2 separate regions of the Rattus norvegicus genome follow, and region 2 is linked to region 1. The links are chromatin contacts, called in public Hi-C maps. All regions are on one chromosome and are shown on one strand. Each heading gives the region's core, a stretch centred on a gene start, on an enhancer-like site or on the middle of the called end of the contact. The rest is flanking DNA. Distances are from core to core; before and after follow the strand shown.

The links. Hi-C and Micro-C count contacts between places; a contact is called where the count stands out from the background.
Region 2: a contact with region 1 is called in a Hi-C map of kidney, with 2.4 times the contacts expected there. The contact joins two enhancer-like sites. A contact is called at or near these places in 5 of 12 Hi-C or Micro-C datasets (frontal cortex, kidney, liver and 1 more).

The regions. Positions count from the first base shown.
Region 1 is chr11:79,879,929-79,886,171 of GRCr8, reverse strand. It overlaps Kalrn (kalirin, RhoGEF kinase), which reads right to left. Exons shown (of 60, transcript NM_032062.2): 2 at 4,999-5,073. Among named protein-coding and RNA genes, the nearest start is that of Kalrn, 120 kb to the right of the region's middle. Within about 2 kb of position 2,446, at least 23 of the 93 cell types and tissues checked have an H3K27ac peak or open chromatin away from gene starts, as enhancers often do. A contact at or near this core is called in kidney, where this site is marked.
Region 2 is chr11:79,918,535-79,924,777 of GRCr8, reverse strand. The region is part of intron 5 of Kalrn (kalirin, RhoGEF kinase); the gene reads right to left. Among named protein-coding and RNA genes, the nearest start is that of Kalrn, 160 kb to the right of the region's middle. Within about 2 kb of position 2,802, at least 22 of the 93 cell types and tissues checked have an H3K27ac peak or open chromatin away from gene starts, as enhancers often do. A contact at or near this core is called in kidney, where this site is marked.

The sequences.
Region 1 (6,243 bases), core at 1,197-3,696:
GTCCTTATCTCCCAACTGTGATTCAAGGAAACAGAAGGGTTAGACAGACAAATTCTCAGAAACTGGAGGCTCTCAGACATCCTTCTCTGCTAGCGTTGATCTCAACACTGTAAGCATTTGTGTGTGTGTGTGTGTGTGTGTGTGTGTGTGTGTGTGTGTGTGTGTGTGTATGTGTGTGTTGTATCTGTCTGTCACAACTGCTAACTTTCTCTTTGACCTTCCATGGATAACCATATATCTAGGGCTAGGGGACCCTGAGGAACAGAGACTTGCATGGGCAGAGGGCGAGCAGAGAGAGTGATTGATAAGAGTTACAGAACCACGCACAGCACGAAGTAAGGTTCTGAGTATGTAAGGAGCCTTCAAAGGTGGGAAATTGCCTCTTTTGTCTCCAAAGGTGTCTCTCTTGTGTGGATCAAGAGGCCAGAAAGGGAGGCGGCGTCGAACTTGTCTTTTTCAGAATGGAAAACAAAATCCCAGAGTAAAGAAGAGGAGGAAGTGCAGAGGAAGAGCAGCATTACGCTGGGAAGCCGGGTCAATGGATGGCATGAGGCCTCACAGGGTACAAGACGAAGGACCCAGCACTCAGATGATAGTCTTTCTAAGGCACGTTGCAGAACCCAGGAGGGAGAAGAAAATAAAGTCACGGAGGAGGCTAGCTCAGCCTGCCTCAGAGCAAAATGAGAGACCGACACCACCTGTCAAGGCCAAGGTAGGCTAATGAGGTCAAGGCCACACAACCATTGCCAGTAGAAACCATTCCATAGGAATGGGGACAAAAAGGGCTTCAAAGATAGATGCTGAGAGACAGCGTCTGTCCGGGCCCCATTCTGTGATGGCAGAGTAGATCTGGGGAAGAATGTGCCTAGGAGGAGCAGGGGAGGGTGAGGTCTGCTCTGCTACACCAGGCGATCCCAAGAGGATGGGCCCTCTGCCATCTATCCTGTCAACCAAACATGTCAAAGGCAGGAGAACAAGGCTACAGATGATATATCAGAGGTCAAAATCATGGCTGACCACAGGAGAAACAGACTTAAGACCCTGGTGTCCAGAGGCTGACTATCCACTAAGGCGGATCACTGATAATAACCAACACACTATTGGCCTGAGGAGATCAGCAGAGATGGAGCATGGCACCCCAAGGTTGCTGAACATATGAGAGAGGAAACACGGACATATTACAAGCATCACAGATGCACGTCTTTAATAGAACCAACGACTTGTGCAGCAAGTTCTCGGCCTTTAGCTACCTGTGCAAGGCTTCGGTGGTAGGAGCTACAGGATAAGGATGTGGGGAATGGGAGGGGGTTGTGCCTTCTAGAAATGCCAACCGCTCTCCTTCTGTGTAGACAGGAAAGCAAGGGCTGAGGAAGGAGGAAGGCCCAAAGTGAGAGACGTTGATGTTTCATTGACTAAAAGTAGGGAGGCCTCACACTCTCGGGAGGCAGCAAGCTCCAGTTCGGGCAGCAGATGGATGTGGCGTAGGAGGGAGACAGATCTCAGGAAGCGTACGGAAAGTTGGATTCACATAACAATAGCACAGCTCTCTGCACGGTTTTAACGGATTCACAGGAGTTTTTTTTTTCCCCCCTCAAAGGGAATAAGGTTATTTTGTAGTTGGAAATGCCACGTTAGACTAGAGAAAGTTGGTTATTGTAGGATTTTTACAGAGTTAAATGTTAACATGCTTTGATGGATGGTCCAAGTCGAGGGTGGGAGGACTTTAAGATTCAGCCATCCCCAAACTTCTCTCCTCAGTTTCAAAGATCATCTAAGGAACATACTCTGAAACCCTGAGGCCCAGAGTACAAAAGGTTGTCCCCAGTAGCATCGAGGTATCACCAGAAGGTGGCCAGAGGCAGGGTGTAAGCGTGTGAGGATCCTAGGGATATAGTGGGTCCCATGTAGGAGGGCTAGGCAGAAAGAAGGGATGGGGTGCTGTGAGTGGGAGGCCAGAACCCCGGGGCTGCGAACCATAGAACACAATGGAGCAGGACTAAGACAACAGAGGCACCAAGGGACAGAAACAGCCACTGTCACACACCCACATGCCCGCCTGCAGAAGTGGTTGGGCTGTCCCAGACTATTCCAGATGTCCGTTGTCATGGTAACATGCTTTATTTTACCTGGGCAGAGGCAAGATGCTGGCAGAGGAGGGCGGGTGCAGCAAATGGTCCGTTTCTCTGCCTACCATGCTCCTGGCTTTGCTCTCAGAATGAAATGTGTCTGCCACACTGCATTATTTAACTCAGGATTTCTCTGCTTGATTCTATTTTTGTGTTGTGTTTCCTGACTCGGCGTGTATAGAATAGGGAAATCAGTTTCTGCTTTCTTTCTTGGAATGTAGTCAATCATTATCTCCCAATCACCTTCAGTGTCCTTCCCAGGCACTGAGGGCAATGTTCCCTAAGCTTAGAAGCTCCTGACCGGGCAAGCATAGATGAGTCAGGCTTGGCTCATTCCAGAGTATAGCAGTGAGCGGCACACTGCCAGTTCCTACCTTCCTTATCCCTGACTGCCTTTCTGGCAAACGACCTCCATGAGTTCAATAAGGTCAATGCCCTACCTCTGTCCTAGGCCTGACTTGTCCCCATTCACATCCAATTGACCTACATAGGAAAGCAAGCCACTAACAATGAAACAAGGGTCCCCATATCAGAACATATTATATCTGTCTTCATAGTCCCTGAATGGATGCAGAACAAGATGGTGTCAGAAAAGATAGGCTAGGTCTAAAAGAGCTTCTGGAGGAGGGGGAGTGGAATATAGCTTGTGAAGGAGAGGAGAGGCTCAAGCTGGCAGGTATGAGAAAGATTGGGAAGGAAAACATCTGTCATGAGATTAACAGAGGCATCAGCAGGACATCCAAGGGATAGGAATGACACTGACACCGCCATCTTAACAAAGGGCCATACAACAGAAGGAAGTGGACTGTAAACCTGTTCTAGGGATCAAGACTGTGGGGCCCAAGGCAAATGGATGCACAGAGGCCACCAGGACGTCCCTACGGGGTCTTTTCAGAGTTCAGTAGGCACTGCAAATCCTAGTTTACTTTGTCACATACATGCCTCTGTGCTAGAATCACACCGCAAGGCTGTTCTACTATGCCTCTAAATCTTTAGTGACGAAGGGCTCACCCCATGACACAAACAGGGCAAGGCAGCCTCTGGATCTCAGTTGTTTCAACAGCAACAATTGCGAGAGAATACCAGTCCACCCACTGTTACAGAATACACACAGTATCTTACAAAGGTTCCTGTGTACCTAGCACATGTCTGCCTCACCTCCCATGCCACACAGACTTGCTGTTCTCCCTTCTCTGGTAAGGCAGAGACAGCTCAAATATGGTTTCCCTTCCTACAGAGGACCTCCCCTCCTCTCCTTTCCTTCTGTGGTAGTTGCTGTACATGAGCTGAGCCAGCAGGGCCTATGGAGTGAGTTACCCTACTACGGAAGCAAGCTCACTCACAGCCCATGGCTCCACGGCTAGTCATTCAGACCAAAAAACCTAAGAAACAAAGGCTCTGTCTACAAGGTGTACACCATAGTTACTCTCTGTATAGCTCCTACTGTCAGCACCCAGCCCAGGATCAGGATCTGCCAAGTTCTGACCAAGAAGGAATCCAATTCAGTCACCAAGTGTGTGACATCATGGGAAATATACACTCTACCTAATAAAGCATGTGTGGCTGGGTCCAAGTGAACTGTTTACAAGAAGTGTAGCTGGCCAGAAGGCTGAAGATCCCTAATACCAAATGAGATGTCGAGAGGCCCAGGTGCATAGGATAGGCTGGGAGTGCCATGAGGAATAAATATTTGGGAGTTCACAAAACAAATAAAACAAACCAGGAACAAAACTTGAGAATACAGACACTTTTGTTTCCATTTGCTAAGAAAGCAAACGAGAATCCAAACCAAGCAACAACAACAAAACCAAACAATGCCCACAAACAACAACCACAACAAAACAAACAAACAACAAAACCCCCTCCTGTTTGTGGACCCACTAAGAAACAACATGAAACCCTGGGGAACACGTGAGGTAGATACACTCCTCCTACTGGAACCTCTCAGGGTGCCCCGGTGGCCCCCCCAGAGAGAGCAAGTCAGGCTGCAGGGTTGTGAGCTGTGTCTGGACCTGCCTATTGCTGCAAGTGTCCTCCGGAGTCTCCAGGTAAGGTCAGGGTCCCCTTTCCTCTGCCTGTCACTGGAGGGATGAAGCAGCCACTACGAACCTAACTGCTAACGTGTCTCCTCTCATAAAGGACAGTGAGTGAACACACAGACACATACACGCACACGCAGAAACACAGACACAGACACACAGACACCCACGCACGGACACACACACAGACACAAACAGACACACACACACAGACACAGACACACACACAAACACAAACAGACACACACACAGACATACATACACACAGACACACACACGCAGAAACACAGACATAGACACACAGACACCCATGCACGGACACACACAGACACAAACAGACACACACACAGACACACACACAGACACACACATACACACACAGACATATACACACACAGACACAGACACAGATATACATACACAGACACACATATACACGGACACACACACAAACACAGACACACCACATAGGCACACATACAGACACACACACAGACTACACAGACACACACACAGACACAGACATACATACACATAGACACACACACGGACACACACACAAACACAGACACACCACACAGGCACACATACAGACACAGACACACCACATAGGCACACATACAGACACATACACAGATACACACAGACACAGACATACACACACATAGACACACACATGGACATACACACAGACACAGACATACCACACAGGCACACATACAGACACACACACACAGATACACACAGACTACACAGACACACACACACACACACACACACACACACACAGACACACACCCTTTTTTGGGTCTACTATAAAGATGCATACTCACCAGACACAAAGGCCACTTTCTCCTTTAGGATAGGAAGGACATCAGAAGCTTTCAAACCATCATTCCGAAAAGATCCTGTAGGACAACCAAACAGAAAGAAAATAAAGATGTCAGCTACATATCAGCTAGGCCACAAGACCCCACCTCAGCCTCCCAGATCCATCGTCTAGGCTCATGCAGGTCTGCAGTCCAGCCTAACACAGGGAGAGTCCCCATTGTGATGGAGTTAAAACCTTCTTCTCTTTTCTTGGCCCTTTTCAGGAGAGAACAGTTCACATCACTCCCACTGAGCACAAAACTCCATGCCCCAGTGACAACACAGGCAGCCCTGCGGTGGCTGAGCAACTTCAAAATGGCAGGATGTTTTAAAGCACATTTGGACCTCTAGTGCCTAGCAGTGTCACACACAGATTGCATGGGATACAGTGAGTTAGTTCAGATAAAGTAGTTTACAGAACTCTGAATGACAGCTTCTTGCGGATAAGCTGCTAGATTTCATCCTACAAATGTGAAAATAACCAAGAATCTGTTAGCCAGAGGCCAAGTCGATCATGAGAACCGAAACCCATGCCCGTTCTCACATCACCATCAGGCCTCAATCTCCTAAGAAAGTGCACGTTCTCCGTCTGATTGTTTAAGTCTTGCTTCGTGACTGTAAAGTACTTTCCTGGGTCTAACCAAGTTCCTATCAGAGGGGTGGAGGCAGACACCAGAGTTCCCCAAAACCGGATAAGAAAGGTTCATCTAGAGAAACTGTAGTCCCAGAAGCATATGCCAACCCAGCCCAGTATGAGGAGCACAGGAAGGGAGAACCAACTTTCACCCATACAGGAGACCTCAGGCTGGACCACTGTAACCCTGGCAATTAATCCAGTGCCATACAGAACTCTGAAAGGGAACTGCCCACACTCATAGCCTTGGGGTTGTAACTGGGGGCCTCTTTGTGTATTATCATCAAGACATCACACGATGGAGCTCATAAGACAAGCAGTGCTATCAGCTCAGTACAATAGAGCCAGGGACCACGAACTACAACCCACATGCTGTGAGGCCAAGTCTGTAATCTACAAAGAAGAGTGGCATGCTGGGTAGGCTCCATCTCTCAGGCTCTCAGCATCACGTGAATTTTACCAACAGTCCAGGAATTAGCTCACTGGCCCAGGGAAGGGGAAATTTCATGCCCTGTGCACAACCAACCAAGGAAGAGAAGAGATGTGTCACAAAACGCCAGGACCCAAGGTCAGA
Region 2 (6,243 bases), core at 1,553-4,052, 38 kb before region 1:
GTCATGCAGAAAGAAATAAAGAAACCGCCACTGTGGAAGCAGGGGGCAGTCAGTGGCCAGGCACCTTCACCAAAACCCCCCATTACATCCATTAACCCTCTTGGCAGAGGCTTGGCTTTCTAAAGCTGAAAGTTACTTAGGAGATTATCTAAAAAAAAAAAAAAGGTTGTTACTCCCCACCATCCCAGAATACAACAATGCTCTAAGAGGACCTACTGCAGTTACAAGGGGAACATGAAGAAAAAAACAGCAAACGGATGGTATTTCGGAACTGTTGAACTATGAAAGGAAAAGGGCTTCAATATTATCCAGTGTGGCAAGTCTCAGGGAAAGGCAGCAAGTGTTTGGAGCGTGGGACTTTATCAAACTGCTGTGGAGATCTGGATGGATCTCCTCAAAAGGTTTCTCTGTATCTCAGCTACCTCCGCTCCCTCTGCCACAGCTACCACAGCCGCACCTGTGGCCACGCCATATTGTCACCCCGCGGAAGATGTTCCTGTTAAGGGGATGCACTGAGCACGACAAATCCAACATGGGAGCAGAAGGCAGATGGTACCGAGTTGTCCCAAGTCTGTTTTGTTGAAATATAAATGGAGGTCAGAGGTTAAAGAGAAGCATAAGGGGCTTGGGGATTTAGCTCAGTGGTAGAGCTCTTGCCTAGCAAGCGCAAGGCCCTGGGTTCGGTCCCCAGCTCCGGAAAAAAGAAAAGAGAAAAAAAAAAGAGAGAGAGAGAGAGAAGCATAAGGTGTCACAATTGGTCACATGCAACCTGGGACAAATGCTAAGTGTCGTTCAGCACACCTCTATTTCTACACTGACATGGCCCCATAAATGTGAAGAGAATTTAACCGTGCAAAAATAAATACACAGCCAGGCGTTTGAAAATCACGGCCACAGAAGAGATGGAGGTCTTGCCTTATTTTGGGCACTTCCAAAGTACATGTTTATATATGAAACAAATAGAACATGTGAGGTAAAGCAAAATAATCTTCTGGTTCCAAAACTAGGAAGTCCTGCTAGGTCACTGCTTGGAAAGTCTGCCAGAATTAGGAATATTCATTTTCTTCTCAGAGGAGCAGTACGCGGACGTAAAACTAGGCTGACTGGGGAGGTCTCAGGACAACCCTCTTTATTCAGAAACAAGTAGCCATGGTTTCCCAATCATTTAGTCAGTTGTATCAGGGATTTTTCTAAGCAAGTTCCCTCTCCATGAAGATGGGAAGAGCAAGGTCCTTTCTCAGATCCAAGGGCAGGAGGTGAAACAATGGCAGTTGTTTCCTGATACTTCTTGTGGGCCAGCTTCTAAGTGGGCATTGTGAAGTGACAATGGCTGCCATCACACAAGACTGAGGCTTCTTATAGTGTGTGGGAGGTAGGCCTTTGATTTAAGATTCCCTTCCAGGTCTCACATGTTAAATATTACCCAAGGCTCTGAGGAAGCAATATCCAGAGAAGAGCCGTCACTGTAAAGCATACACCCTTTTCCCTTCTGTAAGTCATGAACATGGCTACTGACTTTTGATTCTACACACAGCCCACCTCAGGAAGAGGCCCACCCTTCTCTTGGGTTATAGGCTATGGTCATGTGGCATACATTTTCGCCACATGGGACCCACAGTAGCCAGGGCCACATGTGTCTAAAAGCAAAGCTGTATAGAGTACCATAATCTGTGCCAGCATAACAAGTAGCAAGTGGGTCTGTGTTGTTCTGTGAACACAGTGATGTGTGGGTCCATTAGTTACAGACCAGAGGGTGCTGGGCTGAGGCAGAGTGGTTCATCTCTCAGCATCGCAGGCTAGTTAAATCATCTCGGAATTACCCAACACTCCCAGCTTTCTTATTAAGGCCTCTCCATCACTCCTGAGTTCTGATGTTCTCTCCTCCCTGGGAACTCCCAAACACAGCAGTTATGCCCAGGGCAGTTCAGGCCACAGCAGACATTAAATAAGAGTAAAGGGAGGGGGTGTTTAAAGCAGTGGCTCTCATCCTTCCTAAGGCTCCCATCCTGTTATACAGCTCCTCAAGTGGTGACCCCAACCATAAAATTATTTTTGCTGCTACTTCACAAGTGTCATTTTGCCACCGCTATGAACCATAATTTACATATCTGTGTTTTCTGGCAGTCTTAGGTAACCTCCGTGAAAGACTCATTCAACCCCTAGAGGGTCGAGACCCAGAGGTTAAGAACTTCTGATTTAGCTACTGAGCATGCATGGTCATGGCTTCAAAGTGTCTCCTCACATCTATTTCATCAGACTATACCTTACATACGTGCTTTGTCACAGATCAACTAAGCCTCAAATCTGTTTGGACATGCAAAGGAGCAGGTGCTGATATATCTGTTTTGTTTATTGGCTAGTAGGTTACGTGGGGGTGGAAATTCCAGCCTATACATCTTTACCAAAGTAACTCATTCATGCTCAGGACCATTTCTCTGCACTCATAATATTATAAATGGAAAAGGAGAGGGGATGCTTGGTGACACCCATAGGGTAGAACCCTCCCCCTTTTCCTCTAAGACTTTTAATACAGGGGGCTGTCACATGGGTCAGGAAAGGTGGTAGGAGACTGCTTCATTCTCTAAGGAGGGTTGGGGAGTGGAGAGCCGCCAGCCTATTATCCATGCCTCGAGGGCAAGTGGCCACCTCACAAGGCCAGAGGAGAGACTCTGTCCCCACCCCTGTTCCAAAAATAGGAACGGAGTGGTCAGTGAACTTAACCGAGTGCCAAAAGCTTCCCAGATCTGGAGAGGCTTCACTGCCCTGCGCCCGCCCTGCTGGGAGGCTGAGGTACAACCCGTACAGGAACTATTTCCTGTGCCCTTGTTTAGATGTGGATGGGCACACAGCCCTTCCTCCAAACCATCACCCTTCTGACCTCTGTCAAAAAGCACCAAATAAGTCAAAGGCTGAGGCGCTTAGCTCCACGTGGATCTTCTCAGTTCATCTGGACGCAGCTCTAAAGCACTGTTGTTCTCCCGGCTCCACAGCCAGCACGGTTTTTTTGTGGTGGCTGAGTCAAAGTTCGAGCAGTGCCTCATCACCGACTCAAAGTGGCCACCCCTCCCCCACCTCAATTCTGTTTTTAATATTCTCTTTCTCTGACTACCCCTACACAATACACAAATGTGCGTTCATATACATGCACAAGTACACTTCTTTCTCTTTTAAGTGTGATTTGCTGTATGTGTAGGAGTGTTTGGCCCGCGTGTGTACGTATGTGTGTTGGGTGTGTTCGGTGCCCAGAGATCAGAAGAGGATGTTGGATCCGCTGGAAATGAACTGACGAACAGCTATGATTTCTCACGTGGATGCTGGAATCAAACCTGAATCCTCTGAAAGAACAGCTCAGGCTCTTAATCCTTGCTTCCCCTCTCCAGCCCCCTTCTTTCTCTATCTAAGGTGTGTGTATACACCTCAGAAGACAGGTTCGAAACCGACTTCATGGATTTAAGTTCAGTGATAGTGTACTTAAATGGGGGAACACCTTTGTTCCCGCTAATGTCTGGCTGAAACACAGCAACCCTTTCCGTTATGAACACAGAAAACTAACTATCCAGAGTCAATGAAACAGTTTCTTGGCTACCAGCAGCAACGTGAGCATTTCCGTATCACACTAGGTAGGATATGTTCTAAAATGCTATCCATGTTTATTATGTCTCCAAGTCAGGGTGGCTCCCGGGCTTCAAGTAGATCTTGTGTTTGTCACATTAATAAATACATAGTTTTTTTTAGTAAGTTAATAGTGTATTTTATTTGCTTTATGAGCCTATGTAATTTTTTCCCATATTTAAAAATAGTACTGTGATGAGTCCATTGTTTCACCAGAGCAGAGGTCCGTGGAGGAGGAAGAGCTGAGGAGTGTTCATTAGAAGGTGTGACTTGGGGAACAAAAGTGATGACTCAGTGGGTAAGAGCCTTTGCTGCAGAAGGATGAGGTCCCCAGTTCAGGTCCCATGCCTGTGTGAAAAGCCAGATGTGGCCATGTTCATGCCTGTAACCTGAGAGCTACAGGGAGCAGAGACAGGGGATCCTTGAGACTTCCAGGCTAACAGCCTAGTCAGAGAACCTGTCTCAAAGGAAAAGGGAAAGACCATATTGCTAGACACTTGATATTTTCCTCTGGCCTTTGTGTGTATGCACAGGGTTGCACAACCACACACAGGCAAAGGTACATGCACATAGCTGTATCACGTGTGCGCACACGCGCGCACATACACACACACATGTACATGCACACGCACATGCACACGAATACACACAAACAAGAAAGTGGAACTAGAGACCTTATTCAGAATGTCAATGTATTAGCCAACTGACTAACCAGTGGTATTCATTGTTAGCATGGGGAGATCCCTGAGGATAGACAGACAGTAGAGTTGCTGGAGAACTCGGGTAAGCTGTGAAGGCCAACTAAGATACTGACCCTGTTTAACCAGCAGTGCGATCCTGGGCAAGCTGATCTGAGTCCTTTTTACCCAGGAATACTATTATGCAGTTCTTGGGAGTATGCACTGGGAGGCCCTGTGCGGGACAACAAGCACTGGTGAGTCAAAGGGACTGCAGCTGACTCTCCAAGGGCAGCCTCCCCTACCTGAGAACTTCAGAAGCCAATGTGTATTATTTTGTCTTTGAGGTGGACGTTGCTGGTGTTCTGGGAAAGCCTTCCATAGCTTTGAGCTACAGTGATTTCCTGAAGAGTTCTAAAATCCAAAACAAACCTAGGCAGATGTGAGTTCTCTCATCCTGTCCTATCTCCAGCTCCCTGACATAACCACCCAGGAGCATAGGAGATCTCGGGTAGAAAGGTTTCAAACCTCCCCAGCACTTAACTAAGTATCTGTTTCTGGCTTTACCAGGAGCTGGCTCCTGGCCTGACTTCTTGTCACTCAAGGCATGGTGGTACATGGATTCTGTGATCTAGGCAAGACAGGAGGGATCAGTCCCAGTGGCAGAGGACTGGAGAGGGTCAGAGAAACACTTTTGCATGACTCAAGAGAGAACCAAAGTTTACTGTAGAAATGGATATGAATGACTTCCAAACTATATGGATTGATTTTCTTGTGATCATGAAAGATCAAAATATCCATCAAAATTAAAACCAACCACAAGTTTAAATGTGTGTGTGTGTGTGTGTGTGTGTGTGTGTGTGTGTGTGTGTGTGTGTGTGTGTGTGATGTACTATTTAGGGCAGAGTGGTCAAACCTTAAGTGTTGTTCCTAAAGAGCTAAGCTGTCCTTCTTGTCTTTTGATACTTGGTCTCTCATTGCTTATTAGATGAGGCTGTGTAGTCACTCAAATTCAGGGATCTTACCTGTCTGTATGTCCCTGGAGCTGAGACTGCAGCATGTGCCACCCTGCCTGATATTTTATGTAAGTTCTGGAAATCAAGCTCAAGTCTTCAAACTTGGAAGGTAAGCCCTTTTATCTCCCAAGTTCAGGCAGTAATATAGGCTCTTACAAACCTGTGTCAGACACTAAAATGTACAGGGTCCCAAGGGAGGCCACAGTATTACTAAGAACACCATGTATTTAGGTTAAAGTTACACCTAGAAAACTAGTAAGAGGGAAGGAGCTTGTGTCCCTTTTTCTTGAAGGACACTTGGTAGCAACCCTTTTTAAAGCTCCACTTCAGCTTAAAGAGAACGGAGAGAAGATACTTCTTTGTGTTCTCAGCAAAGAGACTCCAGAAGCCTTTATTCTTTCATTTTTCATTCCCATATCTGACTTTTCCATGACAAAGGAAAAGCTTTGAAACTGTACTATTGTGAAAATGGCATCTTCTTTGCAAAAAAAAAAAAGTGCCTGAAAAAGATGTGTTACAGCACGGAGAGCCTGGAGCTTAGAAACAGAAGACTGGCTCCACAGGTCAGCTTTGTGTCCAGACAGACACCATCACATGCCTCACGGGACCGAAGGGCTCCACGGAACAAGCAGGAATCTTTTCTTGAAATACTCACTGAAAGGAAAGTCTACTACGGAAACAATGATGGTTGGTAGCATTACTGCTGTTTTGGCTGGGCAGCTCAGTCTCCTTGCCCACCACAGGCAGGGGGCGTTGTCTAACAGCACCCATGTGAACATCGACTGCACCAGATTACACTGCCTAGCTTAGCTATTCCACCCATAAAAGGGAACCATCGTAGCCCACTTACCTCTTAGGACTCTGAAGAGGGTTGAAGCGAGTTAATCTTATATACATCCCTAAGAACAGAGCCTGGCTTACCATAACTACAATGTAAG